Linked DNA regions of Mus musculus: all the other regions are linked to region 1. A link is a contact called in public capture Hi-C and promoter capture Hi-C data. All regions are on one chromosome and are shown on one strand. The core of a region is the stretch at or near the end of the contact, and the rest is flanking DNA. Distances in the headings are between cores, read along the strand shown. Region 1 holds the start of Trim56 (tripartite motif-containing 56). Region 2 holds the start of Upk3b (uroplakin 3B). Region 3 holds the start of Mblac1 (metallo-beta-lactamase domain containing 1). Region 4 holds the start of Ap4m1 (adaptor-related protein complex AP-4, mu 1). Region 5 holds the start of Zfp113 (zinc finger protein 113). Region 6 holds the start of Rasa4 (RAS p21 protein activator 4). Region 7 holds the start of Zscan21 (zinc finger and SCAN domain containing 21).

Region 1 (3,565 bases), core at 777-3,276:
CTCTTCATCATACCACCCGGCTCTGTAACCCACCAAGTCAACGACACGGTGCTTATGGGTCTGCCGGGAGCAGCGATGCCCATCGGCACAGGCCTGGCATAAGTCGTCGGCACAGTCCAGGCACCTGGCTGTGGCGGGTCCCCCAGAGCTCTTGCCTCCCACCAGAGGGCACAGAGCGCAAGTTGGCTTCCCTGAATGGACGTCTCCGGGAGCTCTGGCCTTGACAAGATCCAAGAGCCCATTGACAAAGAAGTTGGTCTTAAAGGCGGCCACCCCTTCGGCGGGTACAGGCACAATCTCCCGACACTCGGGGCAGCGGACCTGACCACCGATGTCCAGTTGTGCCAGACAGTCCTGGCAATAGGTATGTAGGCATGGCAGAGTCTTGGGTGTGTGTAACTGCTCCAGGCAGATTTTACAGGCTAGGAAATCGCTGCTCAGAGCTTCCAGCAGAGTTGGGGAGGAGTCTTTGGAGTTCATGCTATAAGGGAAGGGGCAGAAGTCAGAGATACCTGGGCCAAGTCCCTAGCTTGGTCCTGTCTTCCCCCGCCCCACAAACACACTTCATCCTAGCCCCTCCCCTACTCTTTCCTGGTGTCCACACTCACCTGGATGTTTGGTACGTTCTGGCTTGTGGGAGGCACTAGATACCAGGGGAAGGGTTTTTTTCTTCCACTTTGTTCTCTTTACAGACACTCACCAAACGTAAACATGCGACCGGCTGTAGGAAGTGCTGAGCCTGTGGGAAAGATGAGACCAGGTAGCCCCCAGGCCTCAGAGATAGAATACTCTAATTAGTAACATACCAGGTCAAGGGCCAAAGGTAGGTGTAGCCCAAGCCCTTCCCGTCTCATGTAGCCCAGGCTGGCCTCAAACTTGGCCAAGTAGCCCAGGATGACCTTGACCTTCTGAACTTCCTGCCTCCACTTCCGGAGCCCTGGGAAGTTTATGTAGCACTGGAGAAGCAACCTAGGGCTTCTTGTGAGCTAGGCAGCCCTGCTCCTGGGTCTAGCTCCAAGCTTGTGCTCCTCCTGCCTCAGTCTCCTGCGTGCTCACATCACAGGCAAGCACCACCACGTTCACCTTGCCATGGGTCCTGTTATCAGTGGGTGCTAGGACTCAAGGGGCAGCCAGGAAGGACACACAGGTCAGGGGCATGCGAGCACTGTGCTTTTCGATGTTGGACAGGGTCCCGCAGTCTTTGTCCATCCATCTGTCTGGGAGGGTGTCCTGGGAGGGTGGAAGGGGCCCTACTTCCTGCCCCATCTAGCTTTGAAAATAACAACAGATCAAGATGAAGGCTCAGGGAGAAAAAGTTCATCTCCTTCCTTTTCCTGGACCTGGGGGTCATGTAGATCTGGCCTGACTCCTGGAGTCCTCTAATTTTACCATTCCTACCAAACTCATTCTAGAATCCCCTGGAGGGAAGGTACTGTAAGTCCCCAGCACGGTGGCGACTTAATAAAGAAAGCTGGAGCCCGAGACAGGAAGCTTGCCACAAATTTGAGGCTAGCCTGGGTTTAAAAGTGAGTTTCAGGACAGCCTGGGGCTACAATAGTGAGTTCTGGTTGAGCTTGCCCTACAGAGAGATCTAGCCTTGAGAGAGAGAATGAGAGCGATCACTTTTCTTTTTCCCCAGTGTTGGGAGGAAAAAAAAACAAACAAACTCGGAGTGGGGGGTGGGGGTGCGGTTGTCTACACTCAGTGAGTGTAGGATTCAGGACACAAGGTGGGAGGTGGGAGGCTGAGGGACAGGGCCTGGCTCCAAGCTTGTCCTCCCAAGCTTCTCAGGTCCCCTCTGCCCTCTCTCCCCTCCCTTCCTTTCCCTCTCCCGGGCTTTCTCACTTCCCCTTTCCTCCCTCCCCTCCCCCCAGGCTAGTCTTTCTGGGTGCTGGCTCTTAACCCCATCCGCCTTCCCGGGCTCTCCTTACCCAGCCACAGCTGATCCTGGACTCTCCCAGCAGGACCGGGGAGCCCCGAAATCCCGCTACCGCCAGCAGTTGACTACCTGCAAGAGAAACAAAACTGAAAGTAATCGTACTGTGGTGGTGCAACTTCCGTCCCCGGCCCGGGACAACTACTCTGGGGCGCAAGCCCCGCCTTCCTCACCACTCCACCCTGGAACCCTCCCTCCCCTCTGGCCGGGGCAATAAGGCCAGACCCGACTCCAGCAGGAAGGTCTGGGGGCTACAGGTTAGGGCGACTGGTAGCCCCAGGCTCAAGCTGTCAGCTTGTGTGTGTGTTGCAAACAAGACACTGCCCCAGAATCTATTCTCTGAGCATGTTTATCGGGTCAGGATGTTTATGTGTGGCAAGGAATGACAGATGAGCGATTGGGCCAGTGGGCGAGGCTCCTCGTGGGTCCTTTGCTAACCGTTGAAGCTGTGAGCCCCAGATAAGAACATTTCCAGAGCTTAGCGCAGTCTTTCTGGAGGAGGCTGTCTAGAGATGTGTTTGAGGAGGTCTCGGAGCATTTGGGGGCTTTCCCGGGGCAAGAGCGTTCTGAGAGCAACAGGTGTGCAGGGACAGAGAAATGACATCCGAAATCCTCAGCCTTCGGTGGTGGGCCACAGCTGTAATCCCTGCGCTGGGAGCTGGAGGCAGGAAGACCAGAGGTTCCATGCTAGCTAGCCTCAGATACTTGGCAAGTTTAAGGCCTGTGAAGCTTGAAAGAATCACAGGGGACCGTGTGAACCGTGGAAGACAACAGACGTTGTAGAGGGAGGAATTGACTAACATTGTTGGATGCCACAAACCAGGTAGTCAATCAAAATGAGGACAGGAAGTCATTGGGGTGGTAGCAGACCTAACATGGTTCACCTTGTCGATCTCCCTACCCTTTTATTCTCTCCCCCAAATTTTTGCTTCATGCTGGTGTAAAAGCAACATATTCAGAAAAAAAAATGTACTTTGGGTGTTTTTTTTTTCTTATGTATATATTTAGACAAAGTCTCGTTATTTAGCCCAGGCTAGCTTCAAGATCCTTCTGCCCCAGCCTCTTGAGTGTTGGTATTTCAGGTGTGTACCACCACCTCCATCTTTGGAAATTTTTTTTTTTTTTTTTTTTTTTTTAGCCTAGAAAAAAAAGTACAATTCCAAGGGGAAGGCCTGGAAAAACCAGACAGCACAGAAAGACAAGAGAGATTAAGGTTGCACTGGGGTGGACTCACCCCCATATGGCTCAATGGCTTACAGTGGTAGAAAGCTCGCCTGGTATGCCCGAGGCCCTGGATTACACCCACAGCACCTAATAAACTAGGCATAACCCCAGCACTTGGGAGGCAGAGGCTGGAAGATCTGGAGTTTGAGGTCATCTTCAACATATAGCGAGTTCCAGCCAGCCTGAGACATGTGAGACCTTGTTTCAACAAACAGAAAAGGATGTGGGCTTTGGAACAGGGGACACCAGAGTCCCTCGCTCTCAAGCCTGGTAACACCTCTTGCCAGCGGAAAAGCAGGAATTCCAGCAGAGTGAATTCCTTTGCTGTGAAGGTTGCCGACTTGAGAGATTCCAAATAACAGCATTAAAATAGCTCTGATGGCAAGATGGCTCAGCGAATAACGG
Region 2 (3,565 bases), core at 747-3,246, 1.1 Mb before region 1:
ACAGAAGGTAGATCTGGAGTCAGTGGAGGAGTGGGGAGGACCAAGGATCAACTGTTTAAGGCAGTCTTCCCCTTTGGGATAATGAAAGGGATTTGGCATTAGCACTGATGGCCATACACCTTTATAAATATCTTTTCTTTCTTTTTAATTGAATTAATTTATTTTTGTAGTTAGGGGACTACACCCAGGGTCATATGAATGCCAGACAATTGTTCTCTTATTGAGGGGCTATCCCTAGTGTGAATCTTATGAAAATACTGAAAACCACCAACCTAGGGCTGTAGAGAATTTGCCTGGAATACCCTAATGAACAGCTCAGGGGTGACTCAGCAGTAGTGTTTGCCTAGAGTCCCCCAGTGAGGGGCTAAGGGTGTGGCTCAGTGGTAGAGCCCCTGCCTAGAATCCCCCAGGGAGGGGCTGGGGTGAGGCTCAGTGGTAGAGCCCCTGACTAGAATCCCCCAGGGAGGGGTTGGAGGCGTGTGTGTGTGTGTGTGTGTGTGTGTGTGTGTGTGTGTGTGTGTGTGTGTATGTGTGTTAGTTTGAATGAGAATTCCCCCATAGGCTCATATGTTTGAATACTTGGTCCCTATTTGGTAGAACTGTTTGGGAAGGGTTAGGAGGTGTGGCCTTGTTGGAGAAAGTGTGTCACTAGGGGTGGACTTTGGAGTTTTTAAAGCCATTTCCAGTGTTTTCTTTCTATCTCCTACTTGAGGATCAGTATGTGAGCTTTTGCGTATTTCTACTGCCACGCCATTGCTCCACCATCATGGACTCTAACCCTCCAAACAGCAAGCCCAACTAAATGCTTCTTTTATAAGTCGCCTTGGGCATGGTGTTTTGTCATAGCAATGGAAAGGTGACTACATCAGCATGGATGCAAGGAACTGTGTACCAACCAGGTCTTCAATAACAAACAAAAAAGGCACATTCATGCTGCTGTAGTAGTGCACACATGAATCCCAGAATTTGGAAAAAGGTGGCAAGAAGATCATGAGTTCAAGGCCAGCCTGGACTACACAGCAAGAATTCCTAGTTGGCCAGAGATTCTTAGCAAGATCTGTTTGAAAAGCATACACACACACAGGGTCACTGGTCTGTGGGTCTTATAGCGGGTGTGTGTGTGTGTGTGTGTGTGTGTGTGTGTGTGTGTGTGTGTGTGTTTGGTTGCCAGGTTGCTTGCAGAAGCTAGCAGTGCCTATCTGTGATCACAGGGGCATCAAAAGTTCAAAGACTGCCAGGCAGAGAGAGACACACGCCTTTAATCCCAACATTTGGGAGGCAGAGGCAGGTGGACCTTTGAGTTCAAGGCCAGCCTGGTCTACAGAGTGAGTTCCAGGACAGTCGGGGCTACACAGAGAAACCCTGTCTGGAAAAACCAAAAAAGGAAAAAAGAAAAAAAAAAAAAAGAGTTCAAAAGTCATCTTCTGTTATATAGTGAGTTTGAGGCTAGTCTGTACTACATGGGAACCTGTCTCAAAAACAGACAAACAAACTTAAAACGACATAGAATAAGACTCGTAGGGTTAGCACTCAGGAGACAGAGGCAGGCAGATTTCTGAGTTCGAGGCCAGCCTGGTCTACAAAGTGAGTTCCAGGACAGCCAAGGCTACACAGAGAAACTCTGTCTCGACAAAACAAAACAAAACAAACAAACAAAAAGGACTTGTAGGGTTTGTATAAACAAAATGTTTGTCAGTCACCAAAGGCTGTCCCGTCCTTTCGGAGGACTAGTGCTTCCACTGGAGAAGGAACGGACATTCCGAGCTGGGGAAGACATATCTCCTTGGGCACAGGCTACATGGAGGGCAGGCAGTGTCTGGGAGCTGCTTTGGGGCTGGACTAGGTCAGGGCCAGCCTACCACACAGGCTCTCCCCTCTCCTCACTTCCTGGATAAGGATGGATGGCCAGAGGGTGGCTCCTGGCACCCAGAGTTCAGGAATCCTAGGCATGTGGTTCTGGGCCCAGATAGAGGAGGGGAGTCTCCCTCCCAGGGCCAGGGAGTAAGGTGGTACCACAATTTAGACATCAGCTTTGGGATGGAGGTGACTGGGGGGTCACGTGAAGGCCAACCCTAAATGGCTCCTCTCCCTTAGTTCTGGAGTGGGGCCCCTGTTCAGGAGCCCACTGAGCCCCTCCCTGGGGTGGGCTGGGAGCAGGGAGGGGTGAGCTCATAGGTTCAGGTCTTTCCTGTTCTCCTGGCAGTCCAAGTGACCAGCAACTGTAGGCCAGAGGTGTCGGAGGTGGGGTGAGACAGGACCAGCCCCTAAGCCTGGTCAGGCCTGATCAAGTGCTGTGGCAGTCATGGTGCGAACGCGGTGGCAGCCTCACCCTCCGCCGCCCCTGCTTCTCCTGGTGCTCGTGTGGCTCCCCCAAAGCCTGAGTCTAGGTGAGTGGAGCTCTTGCAATGGATGCCCTTAGCCAAACCTAGGGTTCTGGGAACCTATTACACCTCCTGGACCGAGAGAATCGGGGAGGGGAGGGGGAGCCCCACAGAACAGCAGTGCTTATCTCGATTCTCACCTTTGTCCCCCATGGCTATAGACCTGATTGCCTACGTGCCGCAGATAACAGCCTGGGACCTGGAAGGGAAGATCACAGCCACTACATTCTCTCTGGAGCAGCCTCGGTGCGTCTTTGATGAGCATGTCTCAACTAAGGACACCATCTGGCTAGTGGTGGCTTTCAGCAATGGTGCGTGCTGAGGACTTGGGGTCTTGGGGTGAGGGCATGGGCTGAGAAGAGATACCCGAGGATCTGGGTGGATGGTAACATTGACCTTGTCTCTGGGTGTGAGGGTCAGGACTGTAGATTAGATTAGCCAGGGATGTGTTGAGCACAAGGTGGGCAAAGCCTGTCCTTTTTTTTTTTTTTTTTTTGAGACAGGGTCTGCTGTAGCCCAGGTGACCTTAAACTTCTGAGCTTACTGCCTCCACCTTCCAATTGCTGGGACGGTGGGCATGCACAACCATGCCAGTCCATGTGGTACCAGGGATAGAGGCCAGGGTTTATGCATTGCTAGGCAAGTACAACCTTCCTAATGCTGACGCCCCTTCAACGCAGTTCCTCATGCTGTGGTGACCCCCACCCCAACAAAAAAATTATTTCATTGCTATTTCATAACTGTAATTTTGCTACCAATACGAATTTTTAATGTAAATATCTCATGTGTGATCCTGAGTTGTTGGAGCCCCGATGGGGATCGAGACCCATTATGTCACCTGGGGAAGTGGGGTCACGCCCTCTGCAGATCGCTTCCTGGGACAGAAGCAGTCCGCTGCTCTCTATTCCTTTAAAATAACTGTCTTGCACTTGCTTATTTATTGTATGTAGCAGTCCAGACGTGATCGTGGGCAATTCAGAGGACAGCTTGAGGGAGTCAGGTCTCTCCTTCCAACCTGTGGGTCCTGGGGATCAAACGTAGGTCGGCAGATTTGGCCACAAGCGCCTATCTTATTAATAGACCTAACAGGGCCACAGCCTGCTCTTGCCTCTATCTGTCCCTTTTTCCTCCAGCCTCCAGGGACTTTCAGAACCCACAGACTGCTGCTAAGATCCCGACCTTCC
Region 3 (3,565 bases), core at 438-2,937, 1.1 Mb after region 1:
CCCCTCCAGCATTTTCTCTGTGAGCGGCATGTGCTTCCAGCCTCTGAAACTGGTAAGTGTAAAGGACAGACTCCTCCCCTAGCTTCCCAGCTGTTCCCGGCATTAACCCTGAGGTTGTTTTCTTCTCATTCCACCCAGCTTGTCTACGGGAAGCTTGGACTGGAAAGGAGAAGATCAGTGATGGGCAGGAGGAGGCAGATGACGAAGAGGAGGAAGAAGAAGAAGAGATAACCAAGACTTCAGGCAATCCCAAGCATGACCCAGAAGATCTTTGACCCTTACTTTTGAACCCCAAGGATGGGTCGTGGAGAGTTTTCTAAACTCTTGTGCTCTCCCGTCCTTCCCCGCCCCTAGGCTTCTAATGTCTTCTTGGTATGATCTCGGCTATGATCCTGGGGACCCAGAATGGCAACAGGAAAGGAGAAGGGTAGGGGGGAAGAAGCAGAAGCAAGTTTTGCCTTCAGGGTTGAACCACATGCAGCCACTTAATTGAACAAGTATGTGGTGACAGTTTTGAAACTTTTCTCTACGTTTTACTGGTCTTCACCTGCACCGATTGGTCAATAGTGGTGTGAGCTGTGGGAAAGTCACTTTGCTTTTTAAAGGGTCTATTTTAAACCCTTTCAAGAGGCCAGAGAAGAGCGAGCAGCGCAATTGGTAGAGTGCCTGCCTAGTATGGACAGTGATGGGAGTTGAACCCTGATGTGGTGGCATACCGCTGTAATCTCAGCACTCAAAGAAGCGTTGGCAGGAATATCAGAATACCATCCAGCTACTTGGCAGTTCGGGACCAACCAGAGCTGAACCCTGTCTTAAAGTAAGAAGCCAAAAAGAGACCCTCAAGAACCAATATACACTGCAAACATGAGGCCGTATACCATCAATCTGTGAATAAGAACAGGATGCTGGAAGAGAGTGAAGCAATACTCGGGTTAGATGGGGTAGACATGTGGGCTATATTTCCTATTTCACAGGTGCCATATTTTCTATATTGCTATTAAACCTTTTATATATATATCAGCTGAGTCCCATTTCAAACATGCACACATTATCGATGAGGGAGCACCCAGACAGTGGGGCCATTGGCCTGCTATCTATTAGTTGCTAATGGTGTTCTTATAATTATCCACCCCAAGGATACTGGTTGGGGTTGGGAAAACAACTGTACCACTAGGACTTGGAAAAGAGGATCAAGAGCTCAGTCTTCCTCAGCTATGTAGCGAGCTCAAGACCATCTTGGTCTCCTTGAGCCCCTGTATCAGGAAAATAAAAAACAAAACAAGAACTCAGAAGTTAAGTGTAATACATAATATGAACTATACAGGATTAGGATTACGCCGTGGTTCAGGCGCGGTAGTTTGTACGGAAGCCCATAAAAGGCAAAAAATCTCGCGTTTTCTCACCTTTTGAGTTTTCCCAGCGTTAAAAAACAAAAGAAAACAAAAACCCTTAAGGACAGCGATAGTTTAGTTTCAAAGTAGACAACAGCTAGAATAAAGAAGTAAAAGATATCTTTCAGATGTGGATGCGTGAGAACCTACCGACTATAAGCCTAAGGGGGGACTGACCAAAAGAATCTAGGAAGTCTTGAGGTCGCATGGAAAGGCCAGTTGGGCGATACCATCTTCAGCAGGGGTGGTAGTGGAGGGCGATACCACTTTAAGATCTGGTGGGTAGCAAACGAGTTGCACCTTGGAAAGAGTGGCGGGGCTTGCGGTAGGATTTTGGAGGGACTGGGCAGACGTCCGTGGCGGGGTAAATCTCCCTTGTCATGAACGGTCCAGTGCGCACCGAGCCCCTGCATGGTGAGATCCCTTTGCTGGCGTCCAGCGGCTCCTACTCCGTGGTGGTTCTGCTGCGCGGCTACGCGGAGCCGCAGGGAGCGGGCGACGCGGTGCGTGCTGATGGCACTGTGACTCTCGTCCTGCCTCGGGGCTGGGCCTCGGACTCCAGCCGCGGTTTGGCCCCATCCGCAGACGGCGGCTCTAAGACTGCCCTGGAGGAGGCGGTGCGTGGCCCCATCCTCGTGGACACCGGGGGACCCTGGGCGCGGGGTGCGCTGCTGGAAGCCCTGGCTACACAGGGCGTGGCCCCCGAAGATGTGACTCTGGTGGTGGGCACCCACGGACACTCGGATCATATTGGGAACCTGGGGCTGTTTCCCGAGGCAGCTTTGTTAGTCTCCCATGACTTCTGCCTTCCCGAGGGTCTCTATCTGCCCCATGGGCTGTGTGAAACGCAGCCCTTGATACTGGGCTCGGGACTGCAGGTGTGGGCCACGCCGGGCCACGGAGGACAGCGGGACGTGAGCGTCGTAGTGGAGGGCACCAGCCTGGGCACCGTGGTGGTGGCTGGCGATGTGTTCGAGCGACTTGGTGACGAGGACTCCTGGCAGGCCCTGAGCGAAGACCCAGTAGCTCAGCAGCGGAGCCGGGAGAGGATTCTGAGCGTAGCTGATGTGGTGGTGCCTGGTCACGGAGCCCCCTTTCGAGTGGTCAGGGAAACAGTGAAAAGTTCAGAGGATTTGATATGTGAAGGCAAGGCGGTTGCTTGACTGGACTCCAGTCAGGAAAGCCCCTTCCAGCGAGGAACCGGCGTCAGTTGGTCCGGGAGACCTAGAGGACACAGTCAAGACAAGCAATATTTGTCACGTGCAGCTTTCTAGGAGGCAGCTTCCAAACAGGACAGAATGATTGACATCAGTCCCCTTTAATCATTGCAACCTAAGCAGGACAAAGGACTGGCTTAGATCCACATCCTCCATGAGCCTCCGTAAAATATAGGAAAAAAAATAGTTAAAATATGTATTTGGGATGTGCGTGTGTGCCTGTGGAATTCTGAAGGCTACTTTGGAAGAGTCGGTTCTCTCCATCCTGTGGGTCCCCAGGATCGAGTTCAGGTTGTCGGACTTGACGCCAGGGACCCTTTACCTGCTGAGCCATCCTGATTTATATTCTTGTTAGGACCTTCAAAAATAAAAATCGACCGCAAGTCATACTGTCCTGATGTAAATGCAAAATGCTGATTGCAATAATCTTTGGGATTGTAACTGCTGCAGCAAAAGAGGAACAGTGTGGCCAATAGCTTGTTCCTCCTAGGATGCACACTGGTGAGACGGTGCCAGACACAGAGTAACCCCTTAGTAACCTGACTTCTTTTGTTTATTTTGTTTAGACAGTCTCACATACTCCAGTCTGGCTTCAAAGCTGAGGCTGGTCTTGAACTCCTGATTCTTGTTTTTTGTTTTTTTTTGTTTTTTGTTTTTTTTTTTTGAGACAGGATTTCTCTGTGTAGCCCTGGCTGTCCTGGAACTCACTCTGTAGACCAGGATGGCGTGCGCCACCACTGCCCAGCATGAACTCCTGATTCTTATGCTTCCACCTTCCAAATACTGGATTACAGACTAACAGGCATGTGCTGCCCCACCTGGCTTTCACCTGACTTTAGTTCATTCATTGATTCACTCAGCGGCATCTGAAATGTCTCAGGCACTGATGTAGGTCTTGTGATGCCACTACAGTGAGCGAATGACAAGTTCCCACCCCAACACACGAGTCACATTCCA
Region 4 (3,565 bases), core at 379-2,878, 1.1 Mb after region 1:
TTTTCTACAAATATAAAATAAAAACCAAGTCTTTGCAGTGAGGTGTAAAGACCACTGCTGCCAAGGACTAGAGTTCAATCCCTAGGGCCCACCCACAGGTTGGAAGAGAACAGAGTCCTGCGGGTGTCCAGCACTATGATATGCCCGTGCGATCTCACACACACAATAATGTAACAAAATAATGTAAAAATAAATAAAATAAACAATCAACTTTCCTTTTAGATTCTTTATTTCAAACTCTTAACAGAAACCTAAGAAACCCACTTTCACTTAAGACGAAACCTATGAACTAGTTAGTTAAATGAACATTGAAAACAAATCGACCAAGTTCTCCCCAAAGTAGGCAGTGTTCCTTTTCACAAGTCCGTTTTTACACAGAGAAGAATATAGGTCTTCGGGCAGCTACAAGAGTCTTACCCAACCTTCCCAAGAGAATTCCACACTCTGTCTTAATTAGGAATCTCAGTTTCTTCAATTCTCTCAGCTCGCTCCCAATCGACTTAAGGTCCTCGGCTCTCGCTCTACCAGTACAACTCTTTTTCTTAGGCTCCCGCCAGGACGTCCGCCACTAGGCCTCCTCTGCACTCATGCCCGGCTCCCGCCACTGCTTCCGCTCTTAGTAAACAAAGAAGCACATGGGCCCAGATTCCAGCCGCCTCACAGCCCAGGATTCCTCCGCCCGAGACGGGTGGCCGAGCGGGGATTGGCCAGAACGCCAAAGGGCCATTCGGGTCCACCACACTGCCACCTTTCGCCACCGGGCGCTTAGCCTCCCAATTCTAGGCACGCCCCTACCTACTGCAGCTATCTCCGAGGCCACCGCGCGGAAGGACACTGTTTACACACGACAGTCCCAAGATCGGGTAGCGCCACTTCCGCCCGCCTCTACTTCCGCTTGGAGGGCGGCCGAAAACAACCAATCGCGGCGCGTAGCGGTCTGGCAAGCCCCGCCTCTGGACTTCGGCCAGTCTCCAGTGGACGCGGGAATTCGCTAGCGCCCCGAGCAGCAGAGGCTGGCCCAGTAACCTAGTCCCTTGGGTCACGTATTGAATGCATTGAACCAAGTCACCCGGTCTCTACCGAGCGCGCCCCTCCTTTGTGGACTCCACTGGGTTCTCTCCATAACACAAACACATCACCTTTTCCAAGGAGGATTGCTTCCTCCATCCTTGACGCCCACTGCTTATTGCAGGCGCAGTTCGCCTGTCCTCGGAGTCACAGATCCCGGCTCACTCCCCCTCCCCCGCCCGACCCCAAGACTCCAGCACCCCTCAACAGGTGCAGGTAGAAGTTTCCCTCCGAGGACGCCGCCCCCAGCCCTATAGATCTTCACCTTTTTCGATCGCGTAGTCCTTAAGCGCCATCGCTGCCGGGGACGGTGTGGCAGGACTTGAAGGGCTCAAAAATCTCTCTCTGGGGAAGCAGAAAACGAACGCGCGGCGGGACGTAGCCGGCCAACCGAAATTGGCGCGAAACGTCGTCACCCATGTGACCCGTGCGGCTGAGAACCCGCCAATCAGATAGGGGGTTCCCAACTGCTGCCAGCCCCTAACTTTAACCAATCAATGGACGAGTCTAGATTGAATGACAAGGGGCTTGAGGGCGGGCCGTTGAAAGATTGCCAGATCCTGGCGGGTTGGACACCCTGTTTCCCGCGGTTCGAAATTAATGCTCGCGAGTGTGTGTGTGGGAGGAGTGTTTCTTAAAGCGCCAGCCTCCGTGCGGCCTTTTGTTCCGCGTCCACAAGGCGGGGTGGGTTCAACTTTCACCGTGTTCTCGTCTATCCTCCAGAACCGCCATGATTTCCCAGTTCTTCATTCTGTCTTCCAAGGGGGATCCGCTCATCTATAAAGACTGTATCCTTTGACCCGGGAGACGGGGTAGGGTAGCTGGGTAGAAATCGAATCCAGATCAGTCTGTGTCGCCTGTTCCTTAACTATCTTTCCACCTGGCTAGTCCGCGGGGACAGTGGTGGTCGTGATGTGGCAGAGCTCTTCTACCGGAAGCTGACGGGACTGCCTGGAGGCGAGTCCCCGGTTGTCATGGTAACTACTGTGGTTGGTGTGCAGGGCCTTAGAACTGTGGAGGTGGGTGAGTGCCTCCTCCCTGTCAAGGGCAGCTTGGTAGGAAGCTTGGGGGCGGGGGTGTGTGTGTGGGGAGGATTTGTTTATAAATGTTTTGAGTACTAACAAGAAGCCAGTTACAGAGCCATGCACCCTATTTTTTGACTATCAACAACTTTGAGAGGTAGATACTACCTTTCCACGTTAGGCGGCCAGGTCTTAGATCTGGGGCATCGCCCATCACTAGTAGACCTCAGGGTGCCATCTTGCAGGTTTCCTTACTACAATTCTGGTCTTTTCTTAATGGCCTCTGTCCTCAACTCTGCCTCAGTATCACGGTGATCGTCATTTTATTCACATCAGACACAGTGGGCTCTATTTGGTGGCCACAACCTTAGAAAACGTCTCTCCTTTCAGCCTTCTGGAGCTGCTTTCCCGGTGAGTAGAGTTGGGACAGGCACTTAAGAAGGAGGGCGTGTGAGGTTTATTCACACATAATTTGCTGTGTTTCCTTAGGCTAGCCACTCTCTTGGGTGACTACTGTGGCTCACTCAATGAGGGAACCATCTCACGCAATGTGGCGCTTGTCTACGAACTCCTGGATGAAGTGCTGGTAAAGCCCAAAAACTTTGGTCTTTTTAAGTTTATTTATTCACGTGTGTGTGTGTGTGTGTGTGTGTATTTGCCCACATCACTGCACATGTGTGGAGATCAGGTATCTTCTACTTGTTGTAGAATCTGCTAAATCCAATATAGATCCACCATAACTCAAGCACTAGGTCAATGCAGATGACAAAAAGGTATTGTAATCAAGCCAGTACTGATCAGTCAGGGCTGTAGAACAGACTCCTGAACTTGCCTAGCAGTTAAAGGCTGACACCACAAAGTGGAGGGGAGTGGGGTGAGCTGTAGCACTGTCCAATCATATTTTGACATAAGGGGTTGAGCAAGGGAACTTTGACCAATCAGATTAGGAGTAGTTTTCTGGGCTTGAGAACACGAGCTTAGTTGATCTTGCCAGCAAGATGGAGAAGTTGTCCTTGAGGTGTCTGAACTCAAACAGCTGTTCTCTTACCAGCTGTCCCTAAGATGGCGGGACTCAGACAACTGTACAAGTTGTTCCTAAGATGTCTGGACTCAGCTGGGCAGTGGTGGCACACGCTTTTAATCCCAGCACTCGGGAGGCAGAGGCAGGTGGATTTCTGAGTTTGAGGCCAGCCTGGTCTACAAAGTGAGTTCCAGGACAGCCAGGGCTACACGGAGAAACCCTTGTCTTGGGGAAAAAAAAAAAAAGATGTCTGGACTCAGGCAACTATTTACAACAGAAGCCGTTCAGCTATTGGGAAGTCCTCAGCTCCCCCAGAGCCTGGGATCTTGAATTTAGCTTCTCCTTATGATTAAATGGAGTCTAAAAATGAAATGATTTTATTTAAAATAAGTTTCTTTTGCGTGTTCCCAACCAACATACTGTCTAGGTCCCTGGGATTGAACTAAGGTTGGCT
Region 5 (3,565 bases), core at 337-2,836, 1.0 Mb after region 1:
TTGGGGTTTTTTTTGGTTTTTTGGAGACAGGGTTTCTCTGTATAGCCCTGGCCGTCCTGGAACTCACTTTGTAGACCAGGATGGCCTCGAACTCAGAAATCTGCCTGCCTCTGCCTCCCGAGTGCTGGGATTAAAGACCACCTGGCTGTAAGCACAGGTCAAGAGAGGCTTCGCCTCCTGGATCCTTTCCTCTTTCTTTGGAGTAACTCACTATAGGATTAAGGTAGCGATGACTGGAAACTTAGCACCTTTTGTGCAGTTCTGAGGTTTTTGTTTGTTTGGTTTGGTCTTTCTTTATTGGGTAAGAATCAGGCTATAGCCCAGACTAGCTTGGAATTCACTGTATAGGACAAGTTGGCCTTGCTTCATTTGCCTCTGTGCTGGGATTAGATGTGAGCAAGCCAATTTGGCTAATTCCTGGAAATTCACATTAGGTCATTGTTTCTCAAACTTGTAGGTCGTGACCCCTTTGAAAGTTGAATGACTCTTTCACAGGGGTTACCTAAGACTATTGGAAAACACAGATATTTACATTACTGTTCTTATCAGTAGCAAAAAAAATACGGTTATGAAGTAGTGACAATAATAACTTTACGGTTGGGGGTCATCACATGAGAAACTGCATTAAAAGGTCATAGCATGAGGAAGGTTGAGAATTTCTGTTTTAGGTTCTACCAGTTCTGTATGATTAAGGGGTCAAAATGGGGAAATCGGGTTCAGTTTATGTCTAATATAGGTACTTAAGAAGTACGGAGGGTAAAGGAATGTGCTAGGAACTACCAGCAAAGACCATCACATACTGTCTTTTCAGTACACCCTAAGAGAGCTGAAATGGACTAAGGTTCTCTGTGTTCAACTAGGTTCTCAATGTTTTAGCCAGCTAATGCACTGGACATACTCGGCCACTTCTGCAGGGAGCCGGCCCCAGCATGTCCACGAAAAGGTATCAGTCAGTAAGCTTAAAAAAAAAAACAAAAAACAAAACAAAAAAACCCTATTCATAGCCATAGGACATGAGATCTTGGTGAGGTTACGGAGGACCCGAGTTCGCACCTCCTCCCAAGCCCTAGTTCTCACTGCGACCCAGAACTACTGTCTGGTTTTCCGATCCAATTAAGGAAAAACTTCCTTCTCCTGCCCTCACACAGAAATCGGTGTGCTGAGAGTACCAAGTTAGGGTGGCAATCTGTCATCAGTTGTTTTAAAGAGAGGGAGACCTCCGTAGCGACGCTAGGAATTTTAAACACTGGGGCTGGGGACGGTAAGAGACACAAAAGCAGACCCGGAGTCCCATTACGCGACACCCGGGATCACGCTGCGCGCCTGCAGCTAGGGTTGCGGAGCTGGACAGCGACTGCAGGAGGAAGGTGGGCCCAGAACCCCGGCGGGCCGCGGACGTGTGAACACCAACCCCCTTCCCCGGAGACCACAACTTCCACCTCACCGCGAGTCCGGGAGATGGCCCCACTCACCCTGGGGACAGGGACGTAAGACTTAGGGGGCCGGACACGAAACAGGTCCTGTTGGACCCTGTTACAGACCCACACAACGGAGAACAGAACAAAGAACGGAAACTGCCCCTCCCCATATCGTTTCCGGGTCGTCCTTTCTCACCACCCAGGACAACAAATGCCCACTTGCTCTCTCTAGGAAAATGGGAGGTCTTCATCTCTCGATGGTACGCTGATGGTGCTGTTCTCGATGGTGCTGGGAAACAAGGGCACCAGACTGCGCCACTTGCTGGCCAGGTTGGGAAGGGACGATGCGTAAGCTGAAGAAGTTGGAGGTCCAGGAAATTCAGGGCACAAGTTCTAGTGGCTCTGAGAGAGAGAGTACACCATCACCTCCATAGCAAGAGAGAGAGTACACCATCACCTCCATAGCAAATATATGAAACTTGAAGAATCCTTTAATATAAATGTGCACCATTGGCTGGTCGTGATGGCGCACGCCTTTAATCCCAGCGCTGGGGAAGCACAGTCAGGCAGATCTCTGTGAGGCCAGCCTGGCCTATGATACAAAACAAAACAAACAAACAAAAAAATAAATAAATAAAAGTGCACCATGGGTTTTGGTTTTTGTTTTGTTTTTCTGGTTTTTTTTTTTTTAAGATTTATTTTATTTATTATATGTAAGTACACTGTAGCTGTCTTCAGATACCAGAAGAGGGAGTCAGGTCTTGTTACAGATGGTTTTGAGCCACCATGTGGTTGCTGGGATTTGAACACAGGACCTCCGGAAGAGCAGTCAGTGCTCTTAACCACTGAGCCATGTCTCCAGCCCCCGTTTTTGTTTTTTTTTTTTTTTTGTTTTTTTGTTTTTTTTTTTTTACTCATCAATTTTTCTTTAATTATTTTGAACATTCTCACTAATTAAGAAAATATTTTATTTCAAAACTTCTTATAGTAGAAAAAAGGATTACCTTTTTAACATGATTTCTCCACTGCTTGATAAGTATAATAGTTATATTTTTAAAATTTGGAATTTATGTTGGTGCTAATGATATTATATCCAAAATAGCACCATGGGTTTTTTTTTAAAGCACTCAGCACTCAGTTTTTAAAAGATTTATTTTAACCAGGCAGTGGTGGTGCACGCCTTTAATCCCAGCACTTGGGAGACAGAGGCAGGTAGATTTCTGAGTTCGAGGCCAGGCTGGTCACAGAGTGAGTTCCAGACAGCCAGGGCTACATAGAGAAACCCTGTCTCAAAAAAAGCAAGACAAAAAATTATTTTAATAGATTTAATATTTATTTGAAGATTTAGTATTTTAATGAGTGTTTTTCTCCTGCATACACACACACATACACACACACCTGATTCAGATATAGGTCAGATGAAGCCATCACATCTTCTGGAACTGGAGTTACGGTAATGAGTGGCCATATGAGTGCATGGAATCTGGGTCCTCTGGAAGAGCAGCCAGTACTTTTTTTTTTTTTAAAGATTTACTTATTATTATTATTATATCTAAGTACACTGTAGCTGTCTTCAGATGCCCCAGAAGAGGGCGTCAGATCTCATTACAGATGGTTGTGAGCCACCATGTGGTTGCTGGGATTTGAACTCAGGATCTTCGAAAGAGCAGTCAGTGCTCTTAACCACTGAGCCATCTCTCCAGCCCACAGCTTTGCTTTTAGATTGCTTGACTAGCCTGGCTGAAGCCCTGGGTCCCCATCCCCAATGGTGCATAAACCAGACAATATGGTACAGTACTGTATTCCTAGCATTTGGGAGGTGGTGGCAGGAAGATCAAGGACTCAAGTTCGTTCTTCAGTACATACTGAGTTCAAAGCCAGCTTGGGCTACATGAGACACATAAGTGATTCTGCACTTACGAGCCTGACGTGGGGTACACATCTGTAATTGCAGTACTTTAGAGCCTGAAACAGAAAGATAGTCAAAAGTTTGAGGCCAGCCTCAATTGCACACTAAAACTCGGTCTCAAAACAAATGATAATAATTAACAAACACATATTTAAAATGAGCTTCCTATAAAGGCTCACATTTGGGGTTCAAGAGGTACCCTGAGACATATTGTGGTTTGGGGGTAAACAATTTATTT
Region 6 (3,565 bases), core at 399-2,898, 1.0 Mb before region 1:
TGTGAGCCATCATGTGGTTGCTGGGATTTGAACTCATGACCTTCAGAAGAGCAGTTGGTGCTCTTAACCACTGAGCCATCTCTCCAGCCCGATCTTATAGTCTTTAAGTAACATACAAACAATAATTCCTTGGGGGTACTTTTGGCTATTTTATTTTAGTAGAGAGTGAGATCCCCATCAGAGACTAACAAAGCTTGGTGTTTTTGCCGAGGACCAGAGTTTGGTTCCAAGCACCTACAGTAGGTGGCTCCAATTTCAGGGGGAATCTGATACCCTCTTCTGGCCTCCAGAGGTACTGCATATGTGCACATAGCATAATAAAATCTGGTGGAGTGGTGCTGATGACGCACCCCTTAATTCCCAGCACTTGGAGAGGCAGAGGCGAGGGGAATCTCTGTGAGTTTGAAGTCAGCCTGGTTTATAGAGTTCCAGGACAGTCAGGGTTACTCAAAGAAACCCTGTGTCAAAAAAAAAAAAAAATCTGTATGTATGTCTGTATCCCCAATGGAATCTTATTTTGGGGTAAAGAAGAATAAAATGATGTCACTCGTAGCAGAATTTTTGACCAGGACACTCAAGGACCTAGGTTTGGTCACCAGTATGGGCAGCGATGGCGGGCTGGAATGCAGATCTAGGGCTAGGTAAGTATGGTTCACTTGCTAAACTGCTTTGCAAGCAGAAGAATCACTCGTTCCCAGGACTAATGGATAGCTGGGCATGGTGTTGAACTCTTGTAAAGAACTCCAGAAGTGGGCAAGATGGAGAAAGGTGGATCCTGGAGTCTCACTGGCCAGCCAGTCTAGACTACTGGGGAGGTTTCAAGCCAATGAGAGACCTTGTGTCTTACAAGGTGGGGCAGAGGAGATGGGTCAGTAGAAAGACTCCTGCCCAAGTCTGATAATCTGAATTTGATCCCTGGGACCCATTTGGTGAAAGTAAAGAAAAGATTCTTGCGGGTGTCCTCTGATTTCCACTTGGGACCACAACATGTAAGCCACACCCTAATCAATCAGCCAATAAAAAACAAAAATTTTAAAAAGGTAGCCAGAGCCTGGAGGTGGTGGTGCAGGCTTTTAATCCCAACACTTGGGAGGCAGAGACAAGTGAATCTTTGTATTCGAGCCCAGCCTGGTCTGTAGAGAGAGTTCTAGGACAGCTAGGGCTACACAGAAAAACCCTGTCTCAAAAATAAATAAATAAACAAATAAATAAATGGTGGACGGATCTTGAAGAATGAAATCGGAGGGTGATCTCTGGCCTCTACCTGCACACCTGAACACACACGAAACCACAATACAAACACGCCCCAAACAATCCTGTTTTCCAGATTTGATGTCCTCAAACTTTCCCAACTGCCTGAGTCTTCACATCTTTCCAGGTCTGTCACAGACAAGTTACTCCCAGCGTGCGGCCATTAATGGATTTGCAGCTATGCTGCACACCCAGGTCCCTCCGTGAGCCTGGGCTCTCTCTCTGAGAATCGAGAGCACCAGGAGGGATCCTGGTGGTGGAAGAATCTCCGGGTGCCAGCAGCTACACTTCGGGGCAGGCCCCGCCCGCCCTCCCTTCCAGGTGGCCAATGAGGGACGCAAGCCGCATAGGCCGCGCCCATTCTGGGCATCCAGGACGCTGATTGGTCCTTCCATGCAGTGTCTCCCCGCCCCCGCAGGAGGGGCGGGGAGGGGTGAATGGAGTAGCGGAGATCCCTCAGCCCCAGCGCTCCCCTCTCTGGCCTCCGCACCCGCCTGCCTGCAGCGCCACTCGCACTGTTCCCCCTCCTTACCCCGAGAGGGGACCCATGAGTCCGAACCCCTCCCCGCCAGGCCTCCACGTCGCCGACCCGCAATGGCCAAGCGCAGTTCGCTGTCCATCCGAATCGTAGAAGGGAAAAATCTGCCCGCCAAGGACATGTGAGTAGTGGGTACGGGTGGTGGCCACCCCAACTTTGATGGGATCCCCTTTTATATACTTGACCTTTGCGGGGGGTCCTTAGGGCTTCCCCACAAGGAGAGCAGCGGAGAGGATGTGGCGTGTACAGCCACGGAGGGGGACTGGCTACGAAAATGGGGACAGCGAGATTTGCTGTGAATACCTGACAGAGTGGAGGGGCAAGCTAGAGGCGGAGGGCTAGAGACAAGGGAGGGGCTTCTCCACCTGGGAACAGCAGGAAGCCAGGGCTCATAGGGGGGCAGGAGTTTTAAAAGACTGAAACTGGCACTGGGATGGCATCGCAAGAACTGCCCAGGGTGTGGCTGAAAGGGGCGGAGTGTCCCCCCCTCTCTCTGTAGTTTGGGAGTCCATAACAACCCCAAGAGTTGTCCGCCGGACTTGTTCGCTATTCGCTATTCATTTGGGCAAGGCATGCAGGTGTGAAAAGTGGGGGTGGGGGTGTAGGTCAAGGGGACAGGAGGGATGCATAGAGGCAGGATTTAGAGTCTCCCTTGACTTTGCCGGGCCTCTCCCTTTAATCGCTCCCTGCAAGGCATTTCTCCTCGGACCACTTTACAGATTAGAAAACCGATGCCGACAGACAGGAAATGTTAGCTGGTGGTGTCAAAGCAAGGTCGTGAATCTAGGGCTCCTAAAATGCATTACCGTCCTTCATAAAGCTTCCTCTAATCCATCGCCAGATTTGGGGAGCTTTCGGACACCCCTTTGTCACACTGTTTTTAGTGAGTTCCCGAGGTCAACTGCGTGACTCCTAGAACGTGTCTCGTGGCTTTCTTATGTCCTCATTTGCAAAGATTCAGTTTCCCTTTCTGGACCCAAGTGCTTGAAATCCTAGTGTCGGGGAGAAGCCACGATCATAAAACCGAAGAAAGGGCGGGGCAGAGGCCTAGGGTTCAAAGTGCGCTCCGGGTCCCGGTGGGTTTCCTGGCTACAGAGAACTGAGAATTGGGGAGGTGTGTGTGTGTGTGTGTGTGTGTGTGTGTGTGTGTGTGTGTTCATCTCTCCGGCGGGCAGGCGGGCTCTCCCAGCACTCTCAGTGCCAGGAGCGGTTCCAGTTCAAGGCCCCCTGGGCCTGAAGAGGCCAGCTCAGCAGTTGCCATGGCAATGGGGAGGGAGGAGGGTGGGCTGACTTAAGGTGGGTTTCTGTGCATAAAGGGAGGAGGGGCTCCAGTGGAAATTAGGTCTCTAGGGTGGAGGCTGGTTGAGCCTCCACAGGGGATCTCGGGCCCCAGCTCTCCAGGCCTTCTCAGTCCCCTACACCCTCCCGCAAGCCCTTAGGCCCCCCTCCCTTCCCTGGGCATTGGTAAACCAGGTCATCTTGGCTTCCTCTGGCTGGTGTCTGCTGGGAGGAGCAGCCCCTTCCGTCTGTCACCTCCTCCCCATCCCTGCCAGCAGCTGGCTCTGGCGCCAACCTCCAGAAGCTCTTGGGCTGTGCCTACCTGGGCCTCACCCGTGGCTCTGGGACTCTGAGAAGAGGTCTCCACGCCCAGGAAAGGGGCCACCCAGGGCCGTGTGTCCTGATTCTGGAATCTCTTTCCTGGCCCTGCTTCTCAGCCTGCCCCACTCGCCCCTTCTTAGACCCCTAATCACCATCCACGTGCTTGCACCTGGTAGC
Region 7 (3,565 bases), core at 591-3,090, 1.0 Mb after region 1:
CTTGAGACCTCGGGAAGAGCAGCCAGTGCTGGTAACAACTGAGCCATCACTTCAGCCATGGTTTTAAGTTTGTTTGTTTTTTTTTTTTTAACAGAGTCTCATGTAGGCCAAACTGGATTTATGTAACTGAGCATAACCTAAAATACCTGATCACCCAACCTCCAACTCGGAAGTGCTGGGGCTACGATTGTGTACTGGCATACCTAGCTCTAATTATTAATATATATAATGTCTTCAGAGCTAGGTAAATAACTTGATGATGGAGAGAAGTGCTAGCTTGCATAAGGCATTGGGTTCTACCCCCCTCCCCCAGCACAGAAAGAAAAATCTATAGTGGTAGAACAAGCATACACAAATAGAGAATCAAAATCTTGTCTCAGCTTTGCTATCAATTTACACTCTAGTACACACTGGATCTGATCTGCCAAGACACTGCTTTCTTCATACATAAACAAGAACTCAGGCAGATTGTTCTCTGTGTTTTTGATTGTAATGGCTATTCCTGGTTGTCAACTTGACTCTATCTGGAATGAACTACAATCCACCTGTGATCCAGATCTTGAGGCTGGAAGAAGATTCTGACCTGGATCTTGGCATGGAGATCTTGAGGCATAGTGGCCATGAGAAACTTAGGTCCATGCCGGGCATGGTGGCTCATGCCTTTAATCCCAGCACTTGGGAGGCAGAGGCAGGTGGATTTCTTAGTTCGAGGCCAGCCTGGTCTACAGAGTGAGTTCCAGGACAGCCAGGGATACACAGAAAAACTCTGTCTTGAAAAAACAAAAAACAAACAAACAAACAAAAACAAAACAAAACAAGAACAACAAAAAAGAAAAACTTAGGCCCAGGAAACTAAGGCAAAGAGATCTCTGAGTTCTAAGAGCCAGGCATGGTGGTACACACTTAATCTGGGCCACACCTTCTGCTAGAGATTTGCTTAAGGACATTGGAAGAAGGAAGAGTCCCTCTTCTTCGGCTGCTTGCACTTACTTGCCAGCACATCTGTTGGAATCTACTTCTACAGACGACCAGCTGGAACACCTAGCTTCGTGGGACTGAGCAACTACTAGATTCTTGGACCATTGCTGGGGTACAGACTGTAAGTTATCACAATAAATTCACTCAGTATAGACAGACATTCCCTTAGTTCTGTGACTCTAGAGAACCCTAACTGTTACAGTGCTCATGTACACAGTGTGTTTGCAAACATGTGAAGGCCAGAGGTTAATGTTAGCTGTCTTCTTCAATTGCTTCTCTACCTTGTTTTTGAGACAAGGTGTCACTGATCTGGAGCTAGGCTGCCCAGACAACAGACTGCAGGGGTCCTCCCAGCACTCGGATTACAGGCATGTGATGTACCATAGTCTTTTTATGTGGTGCTGGAAATCCAAATGTAGGTCCTCACGCATGAGCTCTTTACTCACTCACTGATCTAGAGGCAAGTGGATCGTTTATAGAGTTCGAGGTCAGCCTGGTATACATAGAGTTCCAGGCTAGCTAGGGCTAATGACATGTTTGTCTCAAAAACAAGGCAGTGGTGGCTCATGCTTTTAATCCCAGCACTCGAGAGGCAGAGGCAAGTAAATCCCTGAGTTCGAGGCCAGCCTGGTCTATTGAGTGAGTTTCAGGGCAGCCAGGGCCGCATAACCCTCCAAAAACCACCCACCCTCAAAAAAAGAATGAACGAAAGAAAGAAAAGGGAGGGGGTAGGAAGAGAGAATGAGAATAAAAAAAGAAATAGGGGGAGAAACAGATCACAACCAGGACAGTCGCAGCCTCCGGTGAAACAGGATACCGACAACGCTCGGATTCCTAGAGGGGCGGCTGCTCCCCCTCCAGAGGGGCGGGGCTCTGACGCGCTTCCGGTGGTGCTGTCGTTCAGCCGCTGTGAGGATTCCAGACTCCAAAGCGGTTCTGAGTCACGGTGAGCCTGCGAGTCCCAGGTTAGCCTAGCGGTCGGGGAGCGTTGGCCAAAAGATTTCGAGAGGGTGGGACGGGTTTAGCGACTGTGGTTCTGGTTCGGGGAGTTCCTCCATGGTGGTTCTGGGAGATTGAGGAGGAGCGCCCCGCCCAGCCGTCGTCGGCGCCCGCTCTAAGGAAAGGCTTTTCCACCCCCGAGGGCTCCCTGGAACAAAACCCTGATTCTTTTGCTTCCGGAATCGCATTTCTAGTCTCTCCGTTATTGTCTGTTACCTGACGGAAACTGCCCTCTTTCTTCCCCAGCAAGAGCCCTGAGATCTAAACTCAGAACTAATTGTTAAGAATAAGCCCAAGTGTAGAAACCTCTGAAAACCCGAATCTCCTCAGTCTTGAGTCTTGTCCAGTCCAGGCGGGGAATTGGTCCCGGTGGGCTTTGTGCGCACTGGACAAGGATTTGCTCAAGTCTGGAAAGATTTTTAGACGATCGTTTGTAAAACGCGTATAGGATAGAAAGGTGATTGATTTATTTGGTGGCTGACATAGTTGGAAATCTGTTGAAAGGGGACACTTAAAGAATTGTGAACAACAACAACAAAATCAATACAGGAAAATTGTTTTTCAAGTGGTGGAAGGCTTCTGAAGAGAGACTGAGTATTGGTTCAGGGCTATTGAAATGATGCAGAATTTGGCTCACTCTGAGCTACTAGATCTGCCCAGTAGTTATGCTCTTCAGAATTATTGGCCTGCCTGGAAGCTTTTTGAAAATTAGTTTGCTCGGTTTGAGACGGGGTCTTACTGTATGGCCTACACTGGTGTATAATTGGTGATCCTCCTGTCTCTGTTCTCTTCAGTGCTGTAATTACAGGTATGCACCACCACGACTTCAGCTTGGAGTTTCCAAGTGCAGAGTGTCTTAAGGGCATTATCTACTACAAGGTAATAATTGCTGTTCATTTGATGCAATCTGTGATAGTTTGATTTGTTTACACTTCGTCTTGCACAGAATGAATTTGAGGCTGATTAAGGGAGTGTGTGTGTGTGGGGGGGGGACTTATAAACTGTAGAATTCGCATAAAGGAGGGAAAAATTGGGAAGTGACCAAAAGCCTGCTGCTAGACTTCGAGAGTTAGGTTTTTATTTTTTTACTCTGTGTGTGTGTGTGTGTGTGTGAGTCAAAGGATAGTTGGCATAGTTGACTGCTTCCCTTCCATTACATGGACACCAGTCTCAAAACAGGCAGCAGGTCGGTTGCATTTGTTACCCACTGAGCCATCTTGTCAGTTGAGTTAAACCTTTAGATAGGGGCTGGAGAGATGGCTCAGTGGTTAAGAGCACTACTGGCTGCTCTTCCAGAGGTCCTGAGTTCAAATCCCAGCAACCACTTGGTGGCTCATGGCCATTTGTAATGTGATCTTATGCCCTCTTCTGGTGTGTCTGAAAACAGCAACAGTGTACTCTTAGACATAAAATAATACATGAATCTTTAAAAACAAAACAAAACAACCTTTAGATAGCTTTGGTTTTGCTTTTTTGTTATTTTTCAAAACAGGGTTTCTTTGTGTTGCCCTGTCTGTCCTGGAACTCTGTTGACTATGCTGGCTTCTAACTCAGAGATCCTCCTGCCTCTACCTTCCATGTGCTGGGA

What was found. Promoter capture Hi-C pulls out the DNA fragments that hold promoters and counts their contacts. Capture Hi-C pulls out chosen DNA fragments and counts their contacts.
Region 2: a contact with region 1 is called in a capture Hi-C map of embryonic stem cells, with 2.1 times the contacts expected there. The contact joins the promoter of Upk3b here to the promoter of Trim56 in region 1. A contact is called at or near these places in 3 of 39 promoter capture datasets (hippocampal neurons and liver) and 1 of 9 other capture datasets (embryonic stem cells).
Region 3: a contact with region 1 is called in a promoter capture Hi-C map of liver, with 4 times the contacts expected there. The contact joins the promoter of Mblac1 here to the promoter of Trim56 in region 1. A contact is called at or near these places in 2 of 39 promoter capture datasets (hippocampal neurons and liver).
Region 4: a contact with region 1 is called in a promoter capture Hi-C map of liver, with 2.0 times the contacts expected there. The contact joins the promoter of Ap4m1 here to the promoter of Trim56 in region 1. A contact is called at or near these places in 9 of 39 promoter capture datasets (3T3-L1-derived adipocytes, the C10 cell line, erythroid cells and 4 more), 1 of 484 Hi-C or Micro-C datasets (B cells) and 1 of 9 other capture datasets (liver).
Region 5: a contact with region 1 is called in a promoter capture Hi-C map of liver, with 4 times the contacts expected there. The contact joins the promoter of Zfp113 here to the promoter of Trim56 in region 1. A contact is called at or near these places in 8 of 39 promoter capture datasets (3T3-L1-derived adipocytes, the C10 cell line, fetal liver and 3 more) and 2 of 9 other capture datasets (embryonic stem cells and liver).
Region 6: a promoter capture Hi-C map of liver shows a contact between it and region 1, with 3 times the contacts expected there. The contact joins the promoter of Rasa4 here to the promoter of Trim56 in region 1. A contact is called at or near these places in 2 of 39 promoter capture datasets (both in liver) and 1 of 115 datasets of contacts at active chromatin or transcription factors (pancreatic cancer cells).
Region 7: a promoter capture Hi-C map of pre-B cells shows a contact between it and region 1, with 4 times the contacts expected there. The contact joins the promoter of Zscan21 here to the promoter of Trim56 in region 1. A contact is called at or near these places in 2 of 39 promoter capture datasets (the 3T3-L1 cell line and pre-B cells), 1 of 115 datasets of contacts at active chromatin or transcription factors (large pre-B cells) and 1 of 9 other capture datasets (adipose tissue).

What each region holds. Positions count from the first base shown.
Region 1 is chr5:137,114,181-137,117,745 of GRCm38.p6, forward strand. It overlaps Trim56 (tripartite motif-containing 56), which reads right to left and starts at 2,027. Exons shown (of 3, transcript NM_201373.4): 1 at 1,932-2,027; 2 at 609-773; 3 at 1-481. The coding sequence starts at 480.
Region 2 is chr5:136,036,500-136,040,064 of GRCm38.p6, forward strand. It overlaps Upk3b (uroplakin 3B), which reads left to right and starts at 1,997. Exons shown (of 6, transcript NM_175309.4): 1 at 1,997-2,387; 2 at 2,543-2,692; 3 at 3,515-3,565. The coding sequence starts at 2,303.
Region 3 is chr5:138,192,627-138,196,191 of GRCm38.p6, forward strand. Mblac1 (metallo-beta-lactamase domain containing 1) reads left to right here and starts at 1,688. Exons shown (of 1, transcript NM_177878.3): 1 at 1,688-2,995. The coding sequence starts at 1,772. The coding sequence ends at 2,554. Cnpy4 (canopy FGF signaling regulator 4) reads left to right here. Exons shown (of 6, transcript NM_178612.4): 5 at 1-52; 6 at 139-1,268. The coding sequence ends at 275.
Region 4 is chr5:138,170,393-138,173,957 of GRCm38.p6, forward strand. Ap4m1 (adaptor-related protein complex AP-4, mu 1) reads left to right here and starts at 1,629. Exons shown (of 15, transcript NM_021392.4): 1 at 1,629-1,856; 2 at 1,957-2,045; 3 at 2,395-2,501; 4 at 2,580-2,676. The coding sequence starts at 1,799. Mcm7 (minichromosome maintenance complex component 7) reads right to left here and starts at 1,491. Exons shown (of 15, transcript NM_008568.3): 1 at 1,334-1,491; 2 at 1-4. The coding sequence starts at 1,364.
Region 5 is chr5:138,154,158-138,157,722 of GRCm38.p6, forward strand. It overlaps Zfp113 (zinc finger protein 113), which reads right to left and starts at 1,587. Exons shown (of 5, transcript NM_019747.4): 1 at 1,473-1,587.
Region 6 is chr5:136,082,268-136,085,832 of GRCm38.p6, forward strand. It overlaps Rasa4 (RAS p21 protein activator 4), which reads left to right and starts at 1,649. Exons shown (of 21, transcript NM_133914.3): 1 at 1,649-1,910. The coding sequence starts at 1,846.
Region 7 is chr5:138,115,065-138,118,629 of GRCm38.p6, forward strand. Zscan21 (zinc finger and SCAN domain containing 21) reads left to right here and starts at 1,841. Exons shown (of 5, transcript NM_011757.3): 1 at 1,841-1,943; 2 at 2,772-2,856.